Linked DNA regions of Gossypium hirsutum: region 2 is linked to region 1. Evidence: chromatin contacts called from public Hi-C data. All regions are on one chromosome and are shown on one strand. Each heading gives the region's core, a stretch centred on a gene start, on an enhancer-like site or on the middle of the called end of the contact. The rest is flanking DNA. Distances are from core to core; before and after follow the strand shown.

The links. Hi-C and Micro-C count contacts between places; a contact is called where the count stands out from the background.
Region 2: a contact with region 1 is called in a Hi-C map of leaf, with 2.6 times the contacts expected there. The contact joins the promoter of LOC107956229 here to the promoter of LOC107954911 in region 1. A contact is called at or near these places in 4 of 34 Hi-C or Micro-C datasets (all in leaf).

Annotation. Positions count from the first base shown.
Region 1 is chrD07:30,788,572-30,796,098 of Gossypium_hirsutum_v2.1, forward strand. LOC107954911 (probable LRR receptor-like serine/threonine-protein kinase At5g48740) reads left to right here and starts at 3,134. Exons shown (of 16, transcript XM_016890601.2): 1 at 3,134-3,642; 2 at 3,863-4,406; 3 at 4,491-4,942; 4 at 5,018-5,135; 5 at 5,216-5,284; 6 at 5,381-5,449; 7 at 5,529-5,597; 8 at 5,701-5,772; 9 at 5,861-5,929; 10 at 6,019-6,254; 11 at 6,334-6,539; 12 at 6,766-6,904; 13 at 7,002-7,070; 14 at 7,266-7,455; 1 more. The coding sequence starts at 3,567. TRNAS-UGA (transfer RNA serine (anticodon UGA)) reads right to left here and starts at 880; the gene lies at 799-880.
Region 2 is chrD07:31,007,532-31,015,058 of Gossypium_hirsutum_v2.1, forward strand. It overlaps LOC107956229 (ethylene-responsive transcription factor ERF036-like), which reads right to left and starts at 4,467. Exons shown (of 1, transcript XM_016891950.1): 1 at 4,078-4,467. The coding sequence starts at 4,467. The coding sequence ends at 4,078.

The sequences.
Region 1 (7,527 bases), core at 1,884-4,383:
TTTATAGGAAATTTGAGGTATTTAGTTGTGGGGACTGAACTCATGTTTTCCTTGTAACTTAATTCATTGTAAAATCTTTTTTTTTCATGATGAAACCCGGTTTTTCCCTTTTTACTAGAAAGACAATTTAAAAATTAATTCTAAAAAATAACTAAAATTAAAAAGATAAAATGTTTCCATTTTACGCAGATAATTCAATATAAAATATCATGTTTTTCTTTTACCGGAGAAAACTAAAATTAATTCTAAAAAAAATAATTAAAAAGATAAATTAGTTTTTGGATAATTATTCGCTCCAATGGAGTAAAAAACTCCACAAACAAGTTTAAGATGATACCAAGTGTCTTTTTTAATTATTATTTTATTATGGGAAAATATTTGGCACACAACCAATCGAGTTTTTAGACTCCATAATAAGGTCAGGGGATTGACAAGTATTCTATAAAAGTATAGTAAAATATTAAAAAAATAAATATTTTAAAAAAGACATATGATCTTTTACTCCACTAGCAATATATAGGATAATAATTCATAGTTATTTCCATTAAAACTAAAAAAAAATCCTACAAAAACTCAAAAAATCCCAAGTTTTCCTTTTTATTGAAAAATAATTCAAATTAATTATAAAAGAAGAAAAAAATAAGTTAAATTTTAAAAAGGTAAAATGAATGACCAAAATGAAAATTTATTAAAATTGGGCGACTAAAATAAGTATACAATAACATTGAATTAACAATGAGCAACTAAAATGAAAATTTATTAAAGTTGAGTGATTAAAATGAAAATTAAAAAGAAAACCATCAACAGGAGGGTTCGAACCTGCGCGGGCAATGCCCAACAGATTTCAAGTCTGTCTCCTTAACCACTCGGACATATCGACCTTGTTTAATGGATTCATTAAAAATTTAATTAATCATAAGTCTCAACCCTAAAGAGAGGAGTGTAGGTTGATTTACATACATCTTTGGGAGTTGGCCTTCAAGACGAAATAAAAATGGAAACTGGAGAAGATGAAACCTTTACTAATAATAATATAGTATGACCAGATGGAATATGTCAATAACATCTTCTAATATTTGAATTAAATAAAATACAAAAAAATCAATTATATCCGGTATTAAATTCGCATGCAATTAAGCTTTTCTTTTACTTAAGTTGACCTTTAAAATAAATTGATAACCAACGCGTGGTAGCTTTTGGTTTAATCTAATATTTTTTTTGTAAAAAATAATAAGTTATATAAAAAAGTAAAAGTTTTAAAATATAAGAAAAACTATAAAAATAAAATATTAAAATTGATATAAACTTATTAAAATCATAAAAAATTATAAAAATTATAAAATTAATAAAACTTATTTAAGAAACCTAATAGAAAAAAAATTTTAAAAATTAAAATTGATATAAACTTATAAAAATTATAAAAAATCATAAAAACTTGAATTGGACTGGTTAGTTTGAAATCGACAAGGATATTGGCCAAGAAAAGCCATTAGATTGGTTGACTTAGGAACTGGGCGGTTGAACCAATTTTTCAGTTTTTAATAGTTTTATCAAACCAAAATTTTATTATCCAACTATTAACATATGTCAAAATGAAATATTCTAATCAAGATTTTCAGAATCGGACAGGTGGTCGAATCAGTCAGACCATCGATTTGTCTATTCGACTGATCAGTCCAGTTCAATTAAATAAAACATTAAAAATAAAAAAATTGGTTCAATCGTCCGATTCTAGAGGTGCTCATGGGCCGGGCGGCCCGGCTCGACGGCCCGCCCGAAATATGGGAGGGTTTGGGTAAAGATATAGGCTCGAAATATGGGCTTGAGCAAAAAAAACGAGGCCTGTTTAGAAAACGGGCCGGGCCTCGGGCACCACTTTTTTGGCCCGGGCCCAGCCCGGCCCAATATAATAAATATATTTATTTTTTAAATTTTTTGAATTTTAAAATATTTTTAAAATATTTTTAATTATTTTTTTAATTTTAAAATATTTTTAAAATACTTTTTAAATTTTTTTTAATTTTAAAATATTTTTAAAATATTTTTTTAAAATTTTAAAATAAATTTTTGGTATTTATTAAAAAAATGGGCCGGGCCGGGCCCGAGCTTATAATTTTTTTCTCGGGCCGGGCCTGGGCAAAATTTTAGACCCATATTCGGGTCGGGCTGGGCCCTGGCCTAGGACCCGGGCTGAATTTTTTTATGGGCCTGGCCTGAACCCGGCCCGGCCCATGAGCACCTCTATCCGATTCTCAAGTCAACTAATCTAATGGCTTTATCCTAACCGATACCCTTGTCGATTTCGGTCTAATCATTCCAACCGGCTGATCTAGTCTAGTTCAAAATTTTATGATTTTTTTTTATAAATTTTTTAAGTTTATATAAATTTTAATACTTTTTTTTATGGTTTTTATAGAATTTTAATAAGCTTTTATAATGTTTTAAATATGTTTTTATTAATTTTATGATTTTTTTATAATTTATTAACATTTATTATATTTTTATATCAATTTTCATATTTTTCATATTTAATATTTTTATGATTTTTATATTTTTTTATGAAAAAATATTAAATTAAATTAGAAGTTGTCACCTGGCACTATTTTTTTTATGATTTTATTTTATTTTGTATTTTTAAGAATTTTGTAAGATGTAAGCCTTTGAAAGAAAGAAAGAAAGAAAGAATTACAAGGAGATGAATGTGGTTTCAAACCAAAAAGGGAAAGTAAAAGGCATTTTCCTCTACATGGCTTAAGTTAAAAGTAAATTAAAACTTCAAACATTTCATCATAGCTGCTTCAAATCTAATCTTTTTATCAATCACACAGTATACTCAAAATTAAAAAAAGAAAAGAAAAGAGTTTCTAAATGCATGGCATTGGTGCATTTTGTTTTAGGTTCCCCCAAACCAATATTTGAGTTTTTGGGTTATGAAAGTAAAAAAGCAGGTTGGTTTTCTTTAAGAAGAAGATACATTTGTGGGAGTGGGAAATTAATTTGCAAGCAAAGGTGATAATTGCACTCACGCGGGTCCGCTAACCATCCTTTGCATTACCTTTCCACCTATTTCAATTTAATTCCACATTCACCACCCAATATGTATGGGGCATCTTCTGTAACTCTCTTCAAACCATGCAATGCAATGCCCAAAACGAAATTATACGAAAAGCCAACAAGATATAACATGATTCATGGTTTCCACTTCCAGTTGAAATTTTAACGACTTTGGTCCACAAGGAAAAGAGAGAGAGAGAGGAAGCAGCTGCCATTTTTTTCCCTTGCTCTTTCTGCTGCTTTGCTTTCAACTACTGCTACAGTCAGTGGCGTTGGAGTGCCTATATATTATATACCATACCAAGAAATCAACCATAATAATGAATGCCAGTGTTGCCACCTCCTTTATCATTATCACCTGTCTCCTTAATCCCCTCCACTACTTGCATGCCTTAACTTTCTTTCTGAGACAAAATTCAATCATTACCCTTTAATCCCATTCCATTAACCTTACATTAAGGGTTTAAGGGACTCTAAGAAATTTCCTTCATTTTAGGACGCTAGTGGATTCTATGGCCCTGAAGCTCTTCTGGGTCAGCTTCACGTTGTTCTTCGGCTTTTTGGTTGTTGCTTTCTGTGATCAAGATGGTATGCATAATTTGTTTCGATTTTTGGATTCTTTCTCTAATTACAATGGCCTGTTTTTGCTACATTTGCTTTAGTTCTTAATTTATAATATCATTTTCTTGTTGCTTGTAAAGCTCTGATCTTCATATCACTATGGAACAGCATGATCTAACAAAATGTCAGAAACAGAATGCTGAAGCTTTGAATTTGTTGGATTTACATTTGATTTTCTGCGAGACAGGTTTCTTGAGCTTATCTTGTGGTGGAGCAAAGAGTTATGTAGATTCATCTAAGATAAAATGGGTGTCAGATGATACATTCATAACCACAGGCAACACAACTACCGTTGAGTATGCTGAAGGTACCTCCTCTTCGTCCAGCATTGCACTTCGATTTTTCCCAGAATCTCGAGGCCGCAATTGCTATAAGTTACCGGTAGAGAATATGTCCTCCATTGTTCTTGTGAGGGCTCAATTTGTGTATAAGAACTACGATGGACTTGAGAAACCTCCAGCTTTCTCGGTGTCTCTTGGCAGAGCTGTAGTTAGCACAGTGAACCTAACCCACAAAGATCCATGGATCGACGAGTTCTTATGGCCAGTGAGTAAGGATACACTCTCATTTTGCTTGCAAGCTATTCCAGATGGTGGAGCTCCTGTCATTTCATCACTCGAAGTTCGACCACTTCCTCGAGCCGCTTACCAAAGTGGCATGGAAGATATTCCCAACAAGTCACTTCGTAAAAGTTATCGAATCAATAGTGGTTACACCAACGGATCCTTGAGGTAAAAGCATTTCATTATTCCTTATCCATATAAGGCTTCTGTTTTGTATATCAGGATATCTGTGATTTAACTTGAATTAAACAGGTACCCTGTAGACCCATTTGACCGCATTTGGGATGCTGATCAAAGTTATACACCCTTCCATTCCTCGCCTGGATTCAACATTCCTCTTAGCTTCAATTTGTCAAGTCTAAAAGAGAGCCCTCCTTTGGATGTGTTGCAGACTGCTCGAGTTCTCGCACGGCAGGATGTGTTACATTATAACTTACCCCTAGATAAGTTGGGGGACTACTACATTGTACTCTACTTTGCCAGCATCCTTCCCGTGTCTGCTTCTTTCGATATATTAATCAACGGGGACGTTGAGCTATCAGAATTCACTATAAGAACCTCAGAAGCCAGTACTCTATATTTTAAGCAGAAGGGAATCATAAATCTGGATATTGCACTTAGGAGCATCATATTCTACCCTCAAATTAATGCGCTTGAGGTTTACGAAATTGTCGATATCCCACCTGAGACTTCCTCAACTACAGGTAACATTTTCTTTTGTAAATCTGATGGGTTTTTTCCGCTGTCTAGTGCTGATTCCATTCTTCCTGAACTTACAGTTTCAGCACTTCAAGTTATTGAGCAGGCTACTGGTTTTGATCTCGGGTGGCAAGATGACCCATGCTTCCCAACCCCATGGGATCATATTGAATGTAAAGGAAGTACAGTAACATCATTGTATGTACCTATTAAACTGGTACTGTGTAATTTTCTTAGTCTTACCATAGAGAACTACTCATACCGGGTTATCGTCTTAGGGACCTTTCGGACATCAACTTGAGGTCAATTAGTCCAACGTTTGGTGACTTGTTGGATCTTAAAATACTGTAATGCCTTTTGCTGTGCAACATGTTTTTTTTACTATTAATAACGCTGGTATCCTCAAAATAAACACTTGCTAAATGTTGTGATTTGGTTTTCAGGAATTTGCATAACACATCGCTTTCAGGAGCAACACAAAATCTGGGCAGCCTGCAGCACCTTGAGAAACTGTAATGTCCGTCAAAAAGTATTCACTTGTTACCGTATCTTCTAGCAGGACTAATAATATAATCTTGACTAAATTCTCAGGAATCTGAGTTTCAATCAGCTTACATCCTTTGGTTCTGATATGAACGGCTTGGTTAACCTTCGAGTTCTGTAAGCTGTTTTCCTATGTTGTTATTTCTTTATATGATAAATGATAATTGAACTAATGCTGCATTATTGTTATTGTTATTGTTATTATTTTTCTACACGTAAGGGACTTGCATAATAACAGTTTACAAGGAATTGTTCCAGAAAGCTTGGGAGAGTTAAAGAATCTACATCTACTGTAAGTGATTTTGATAAATATGCAGTTTGTTTGTCGTAGCGCAGCCTTCTGTTTCACCTGATGAAAAACTGTGTTCTCTGTTCTCCAGGAATCTGGAGAACAACAAACTTCAAGGTACCCTTCCCCTATCTTTGAATCGAGAAAGTTTGGAAGTTAGGTATGGCACTCATATAATATTCTCCTTTTATTCTCTAGGCTCTAGCTATTTATTCATGTATCGTTCGTGATAGATAAACTTCCATACAGAACATCAGGAAACTTGTGTCTTTCCTTCTCGACAATGACATGCAATGATGTCTCGTCAAATCCTTCAATCGAGACACCACAAGTTACTATTGTTACCAATAGGAAGCACAGGGCGCATAGGCATTTAGCAATTATACTTGGTGCAGCTGCGGGAACCTTATTTGCTTTACTCCTTACTTCTCTTTTAGTATTATTGTACATAAATAAGAGGAAAACTGAAGCGACATATACCACAAGTATGTACTAGTTATTCACATTGTTGTTACCGTGAAATCAGCAACATGATTCTTATACGCGCATTGTTCTTATATTCAGGTGCATCAATTGGTATGCGAAACTGGAATGCAGAAAGAATCTTCTCCTACAAAGAAATAAAAGCAGCTACAAATAACTTTAAGGAAGTTATAGGCCGCGGTAGCTTTGGATCCGTCTACCTCGGAAAGCTATCAGATGGCAAACCGGTAGCTGTAAAAGTGCGATTTGATAAAACTCAATTGGGAGCTGATTCTTTTATTAACGAGGTTTATCATCTAAAATTCTCTATGATTTTCTTCTTTAACCATAAAGCAGTAGGAGCTCATTAATTTTCTTAGTATTCTATTCGTGATCTTAATGGAGGACTCTATGCAGTCTATTATATCTAATGTTTTGTAGCTTGATTCTTTAGTTTATGTATGATGTTTGGCTTCTTGCTACATCTAATTTTCAGTCACATCGGTCCTGCAAAAGTTGCCTCATTGTTCGTAGGGTTGCATGCAGGTTCATCTCTTATCACAAATTCACCATCAAAATCTTGTGAGCTTGGAAGGATTTTGTCATGAATTGAAGCATCAGATACTTGTCTATGAGTATCTACCAGGTGGATCACTGGCAGATCACCTGTATGGTATGTTTTCCTGAATAAAAGATTTAACATTTTCATTTTGTAATTTTAGCTACATGTCCTTTAAACTGTTATAGCTTGTTCTTGATGTTTGTTTCAGGTCCGAATAGTCAAAAAGTTTCTTTAAGCTGGATTCGGAGACTGAAAATAGCTGTTGATGCTGCAAAAGGTATGTCTAATTGTCTAGTATTAAAGGAATCCCTTAAGGGAATGTGTGGACTTTATGCCATATTTGTTTGCGGAAATGGTATGGTTTCACTTTCACATTTATAAGTGGAAACAGCAGGAGGTCCAATGTTTTTGGCATAATAAATGCTATTACCATTTTATTGCCTCTGATCATTGAGCCTTGATTGTTTGGAAGGGCTGGACTATTTGCATAATGGGAGCGATCCAAGAATCATACACCGTGATGTCAAGTGCAGTAACATCCTTTTGGATTGTGAGATGAACGCGAAGGTCTGCGATTTCGGCCTCTCTAAGCAAGTAACTCTGGCAGATGCAACTCATGTGACCACTGTTGTCAAGGGCACTGCGGGCTATCTAGATCCTGAGTATATCTTCCTTAAATTGTGCCTTTACTGCACCGCACACCATCATTGATGTCGTTTATTAACTGCAGGTAT
Region 2 (7,527 bases), core at 3,217-5,716, 220 kb after region 1:
CTCAAATAATATTCAACCAATTCATATTACTAAATCATCTTACCTTTAGCCTACCATATCATAAGATAATTATTCACTTATTACTATGATTTAACTAAAATCAATATAATTACACGACCATAAACATTTCTTCAAATTTAATCACAAGACCAAATACATTATGCATTTCCTCATCATGTAATATAAAGAATCATATTATATATATATGATTCCAAATATAATCACCACATAGGTTTAATACCTACAAAGCTTAACCTTAAAATACAACCATAATGGTTATTACTCAAGAATTCCAAGTATTTACTCATTTTAATAATCATGATTTCTCAATAAGACAAATACTCAATACTAATAGTTATTTGAAAATATTTAATAAGTTCGTACACTTAGTGCTCAATAATCAAACTCACACACTTAGTGATTTACCATTAAACTCGCACACTTAGTGCTTTACAATTAAACTCGCACACTTAGTGCTTTACAATTAAATTCGCACACTTAATGTCGAAAGTCAACAACTCAATACATCTTATTTCAATAATTTTATCACTACATGCATATATATATATCATTCAATTCAGCATAATTACTCAGATACTAAGCTGATTTTAAAACGATACAATTATATATGTGCTTAATAACTTGCCTCGGATGTCGTCGACTAATAGATCGGCTACTCAACTACTTTCGATTTCCCCCGATCTAAATTCGATTTCTTGGTTTCTTGATCTAAACATATTCAACTAAATCTCATTTAAACATATTTTCATTCAATTTAGTCTAAGAACACATAAATGGGAAAATTACATTTTTACCCCTAATATTTCACATTTTCACAATTTAGTCCTTATTGCACAAAACACAAAATACACAAAATTTGGCCATACTCCCTAAGGGCAGAATCTTCCTAGTACCCATATAAGTCCATACATTTTATTTATTTCACATTTTAGTCCTTCAAAAATTTAATTTTTTGTAATTTAGCCCTAATTACTCAAAATCACCAAAAACTCCAATACAAAACATATTAATCTTTAACATATCTTTCATTTTTCATCAACAACTATCAAAAAGCTCAAGCACTCATCAATGGCAAAACACAAAATCATCATCCATTCACAAAATTAATACATGGGTTTTGAAGTATTTAAAGCAACAATTACAAAAACGTAAAAATTATCAAAAACTAAAATCAAACTAACCTTGAATTGAAATCCCTAAGATGGCCGAATGCTAAAGCTTGAAGAACAAAGTTTCTTTCTCTTGTTTTCGGTGGAAAAAGGTGAAGAAAATGACTTTATTTTTTAATATTTATGATATAGTATACATTATTATTCTTTTACTATTTTAACATTTGTAAAATATAATACATGGCTTTTTAGCCATCTTGCCGTCCACTATATTTTAAATGGGTTTATTGCTCTTTAAGGACTTCAAGTTAAAAAGCCATTACCAAATAGGTACTTTACACTTTAACTATCAACTTTTACATTTTATGAAATTTAGTACTTTTATCAAATTAAACACAAAAACGGCCAAATAAATTTACGAAATTTTCACACAATCAAATTCAAATATCACAGACACAGAAAAAAATATTAAAATATTTTTCGGATTCGAATTTGTGGTCTCGAAACCACTATTCCGATTACGGTTAAAATTGAGCTGTTACACAAACCGAAATCTCCGAGCTATTCGTCGACAACCTTGTCTTTTCCTTTCTTTTTTGAGAAATTCGGGTCGACCTTAGCTAAGGATTAATATAAACACAATAATTCATCAATACATAGGCAATTTCACATTCACTTGCAAATTTGGGTAACTTTACATTTTATTCAATTTAGTGCCTAAAATCGGAACTAAAGTAATTATCAATTAAACTTTAAAATTTCAAGCTGATTTCACTAGAGTCCTTTGAAGACCTATTTCTCATCTATACCACAAATTCTAAAACTTATGCATTTTAGTCTCTATTTTAAAAACTATCAAATAACTTCACAATTTAATCCCTTTTCACTCATAAGCTTAAAATATATCAATTTAATACCTAAAAATTCAAAGATTCAACAATGACATCATTCTAAAACTTTAACAGTTCCGAAAAATAACATATTGGTTAGCTAGACTAAGCTCCCAATATTTTAAAAACATAAAGATTGCAAGAATAGAACTAAATAACACTAACCAATTGAAGGCTTAAACTTTGAAACCCCTTGGCTGAATGCTCCCAATCCCTAGATATGGTGTTTTCGGTTCTAGCATGAGGATGAAGAAGATAAAATAATTTCTCTTTCTTTCCACTATACTAACATATACCTTAAGTTTTAGTTATTAAAATTTTATTTAATAAAAACTTATAATTAAAACATTTCCCGGTAGCCATCACCGTCCACCATCAAAGTTATAGTGGTTTAATCACCACATAAGTCCCTTGACCAAACTCTAATTAAAGATTTAATGTCAATTGAACTTTTACCTTAATTAACCACAAATTTGATAAAGTTATCTATCCAAAATTCAATTCACCTACAATATAACTCCGTAACTATTTAATAAAAATATTAATAGATTCGGTTTATAAAAACAAGATTCCGACATAGCATTTTCTGACACCATTAACTTTCGGATCGTTACAATATGCTTGCCACCATCATTCAATTGCTTCAAATTTTTATTGTTTCAAATGGTTGCTTTTACTTTATTTAAATCGTAGCCTATCACTTACTCTTTGTTGTGTCGTATGCTTCAAGAATTGTTGCACTTTTGTTGCGTATCTCTACTACAATTTCATCGAAACAGTAGCCCTTAATTGTTGTCCAAATAAGCTGTTGGTTGCGTCTATAATTAGTTGATGTTTTGTTACACCACCACTACAAGTTTTTGGCTATTTTGCTCTTAGTTGTTGCACCCTTTTTGATGTCGATTGACCTTGTTAATTTAGGGTGGGTTTGGATGGGCGATTGGGTGCGGTGCGGTACGGTGCGTTTAGCTTACTTTTTGTCTCACGCTACAGTATCGCTACAGTATCTAATCTCACCGCCACCGTTATTTTAACACTAACCGCAAGTAAATGCACCGCCCATCCAAACTCACCCTTATTTGCTTCAATTGTGAACCGTAGTTTGTTTTTAATCGATGTTATAATCACATTCCATGCCTCTTTAAGATTAATTTGGTTGTTTTAAGTTCCGAGGAATTGCTTCCCACTTGATTTGAGATAGACTTTGTTAATAAATTATATATTTATATTTTATTATATAATAATCCCACCCAGGTTTAGGGCTGTGCATAATTCGGTTAACCCGATTTTTTTTCGGTTAATTGATCGAGTTCGGTTAATCGGTCGGTTAACCGAAAAAATTCGGTCGGGAGTCGGTTAATTTTTTTTATTTTTTCGGTTAACGGTTAAATCGGTTCGAAACCGGTTGGTTAATCGAAAAAATTAGGTAAACCGAATTTTGCAGGGTAGGGCCTAAACTAGGTCAAATTAAACCCGGCCCAATTTTTTCTCAAGCTCAACACCGAAATTTTTGGGTAATTTTCGGATAATTTTCGGGTAATTCGGTTAATTCGGTTAATTCGATTAATTCGGTTAATTCGGTTAATTGAGTAATTCGGGTAATTTTTAACCAAAAATAAAAAACACATAATTTTCGGTTAATTCGGTTAACCGATTTTATTAACCGAAAAAATTTCAATTCGGTTAATTTTTTTTTAAATTCGATTCGATTAATAGTTAAAAATTTTAAAATGTCTGTTAATTCGACCAGCGTCTGACCCGGTATAATAGAAATAGAAAGAGACGGACTTCAGACGATTGGGGGATCCTCCTCATGCCTCTACTTAGGGACCTTCTTCCCACTTTTTCTAGGGCTCTTCCGATCTTTCCATTTCTGTTGATAAATTGTATCAACAATTGGTACGGTGAATGTGGATCGAACACGCAGCCTGAAGAGTTCACCGTTATTTGTGATGTTGACGTTCCCGTCATCATCTTCTCCAGCACTGGTAAATTCTTTGGGTTCTTCAACTCTGGTTCAAAAGCAGTAGATGAGAAGCATGCAGAAGAGACATAAATCAACTATTCCTTGTCAGAGCTTGGGTCCATTGAAGAATGGTAGGGTTGTTGTAGGAATTGATATTAAGAGCAGAAGGAATTTCAACTCGGAAGATAGCTTTAGCGACGACGACTTGAATGTCGTGAGGCATTAATGAAACTGGTTGAGGAAGCAAAATTACAAAGTGAGGGAAATTGAGAATCGTGAATTCACCTTTGATGCTTAAAGTTGTTACATCATGAGCGCGTACTGCCATTTCTAGGGTAGCAAAAGTGCCAAGCCAAATGCGGGACTTCTTGCGGGGCTCAAGAATTTCGGACACCCATTTGCCCCAACTCCTCATTCTCATCCCTCTGTAGATCGAGTGTTTGCTGATTGATGATCTTTTGGCTTTGCTGTTATCTCCCATGGATTCACGACCTGTCCAGGCCAGGCCCTTGAAAAATTGAAAAAAAGAAGAAGAAGAAGAAACACACACTGAAAATTGGCTCTAATAATAATAATAATCAATTCAAAATCGGTGTATTTCAATTAAGTTAATTGGGTTAAGGACTGTTTGCTGATTATTTCTCATTTCTGGGTTGAATTTTGTTGGAATGCAATGACCACTGTATTAATTTGTAACATTTAACTAACTATTGCAATTTCCTCTTTAATGGTTAGGGAGTAATTGATTATAATCTGCCATTACATTGGTGAAATATCAAAGACTGATATAGGCTTAAAAAAGTGTTAATTTTTAATAACATTTTTCTTGTTAGTAATTTGTATTCTAATTTTTTGCAAAGCTCCAGCTCTGTAGCTTCTATAGTTTTTTTTTTGTAGATCCATCATATTGGTTTCTTTTAACTATGTAGCCTTTGTACATACATTCTACAGATCTTGTAATGTAGCCTCTGTGGTTATGCTGTAGATCTAAGCTTCAACTTTCTCTATGTCTAATAATAAATAAATGAGATTGAAATAATAAAATAACATTATAATAGTAGTAGCACCTGCATTAATTATACTTCCATTACATGTTCTACTGTCGACTATTACTTTTTTCATTTGCAAACTTGATTTATGGAAACTATAGTGTTACCATTTTTCTAGTCATTTATCTTGGTGAATGGTGACTACTTCTGATGGCTCATCGATGGACTTGAACAAGGGGGAAAAAGTTTTGCCCTTATCTAAAACTCTCGTTTTCCAGAAAAATAAAACTTTGTTTTGTCATTTAGTTGTGTGAGGTTCATTTTATTAAAGTTCTAGGATAAAGAAATCTTTGACACTCAAATTCAATTTCCTTTATGTTGTTTGGGTATAACTCCATGTGTTATGTTTTTGAGTGCACATATGATACGATTAGCTTCCTACAACTATTTATGGCTTGTATAGTTTCTTATTGCTTTGATGAGATATCCATTTTTATCTCCGAATTAGTGTTACTAAGCATGGTACTTTTTGCTTGTTTGTTTGATAGTTTTGGTTAATGGTAAGTTTTTATAAATATAGACATTTTGCCTTTTAGTAGAGGCATTTACATGTGCAGATCTCTGCAGCCTTTTGATATAACATTACTTTTTGAGGATATATTACTTTTGCATATCCTTTACTAGAATGGCATGCAGGATTGGTGATAATTGGTTTGTTTTGTTTAAAAAAGAACTTGTAGTTCATATATGATATTTTTGTATACGAAATTGGTTTTTGTATACGCTAACATTTTGCAGGTAAGATCAAACTAAATCATCTATAGTAGATGTTATTCTCCCTACACTTCTCCCATTTGCTGAAGTTCATGTTATGTACTACTGCATACGGTAGATCCTGGTTGTTTGAACTTTGCAATATATGAACACTTGTTTACTAAGCTATCACTCCTAAACTTCTTCCTTTGTCATCATCTTCTATGCTTTTTCCTATGTGGTATTTCATCACCAGGTACACTGTTCAACCTAATATTTGATTGTCTTTGCATTTCTAAGATATATGAAGTTTTTTAGGTTTCCCTTCATTCCATTAAATGCTAAATAAATGCTGGAAATATACGTATATATTTTATAGTTGTACAATACAAGACATGTAGTCCAATCCAAGATGAAGAGATAGTATCCTTAGTGATTAATTATTAAGCGGAGTGAATCCAAGGGACTAATTTCATCTTATAGAGTCCTCTAGTTAAACAACTATTAATATGGTGAAATAAAGGTATAGCACATCCCTTTGAGGTAGGGACAACATTTGGTACTTGTCATGAAATCCATGCTAGTTTGCATGTTATTCACAAAATTAGATTGAGAACAGGTTCATGGTACGAAATTACAGCATGAATGTTATTTAATTATATATTTGTATGCTTTTGACCTATGTTCCCAGCTGACGATTAAGGCTCGCAGGTTCAATACTGCAGCCTACAAAACAGTTAGCGCGAGCCTACGCTCCCAACTGGTATCTTAAGGCTTGCAGGTTCAATACCACAGCCTCCAAAACAATTAGCGCGAGCCTACGCTCCCAACTGGTATCTTAAGGCTCGCAGGTTCAATACCGTAGCCTCCAAAACAGTTAGTGCAAGCCTACGCTCCTAGCTGATATCCTAAGACTCGCAGGTTTAATACCGCAGCCTCCAAAACAGTTAGCGCGAGCCTACGCTCCCAGCTGATATCCTAAGGCTCGTAGCTTTAATACCGCAGCCTCCAAAATAATTAGCGCGAGCCTACACTCCTAGCTGATATCCTAAGGCTCGTAGGTTCAATACTATAGCCTCCAAAACAGTTAACGTGAGCTTACGCTCCTAGGTGGTATCATAAGGCTCGCAGGTTTAATACCGTAACCTCCAAAACAGTTAGCGCGAGTTTATGCTCCCAGCTAGTATCTTAAGGCTCAGAGGTTCAATATTACAGCCTCCAAAATAGTTAGCGCGAGCTTACGCTCCCAGATGGTATCCTAAGGCTTGCATGTTCAATACCGCAACCTCTAAAACAGTTAACGCGAGCCTACGCTCCTAGCTGATATCCTAAGGCTCACAGGTTCAATACCGCAGCCTCCAAAATAGTTAGCGCGAGCCTATGCTCCCAGCTGATATCTTAAGGCTCGCAGGTTTAATACTGCAACCTCCAAAATGATTAGCGCGAGCTTACGCTCCCAGCTGGTATCATAAGGCTCGTAGGTTTAATATTGCAGCGTTCAAAATAGTTAGTGCGAGCTTATGCTCCCAGCTGGTATCTTAAGGCTCGCAGGTTCAATACCGCAGCCTCCAAAACAGTTAGTGCGAACCTACGCTCCCAACTGGTATCCTAAGGCTCGCAGGTTCAATACTGCAACTCTAAAACAATTAGCGTGAGCCTACACTCCCAGTTGATATCTTAAGGCTCCCAGGTTCAATACCGCAGCCTCCAAAACAATTAGCGCGAGCTTATGCTCCCAGTTGGTACCTTAAGGCTCACAAGTTCAATACCGCAGCCTTCAAAACAGTTAGCGCAAACCT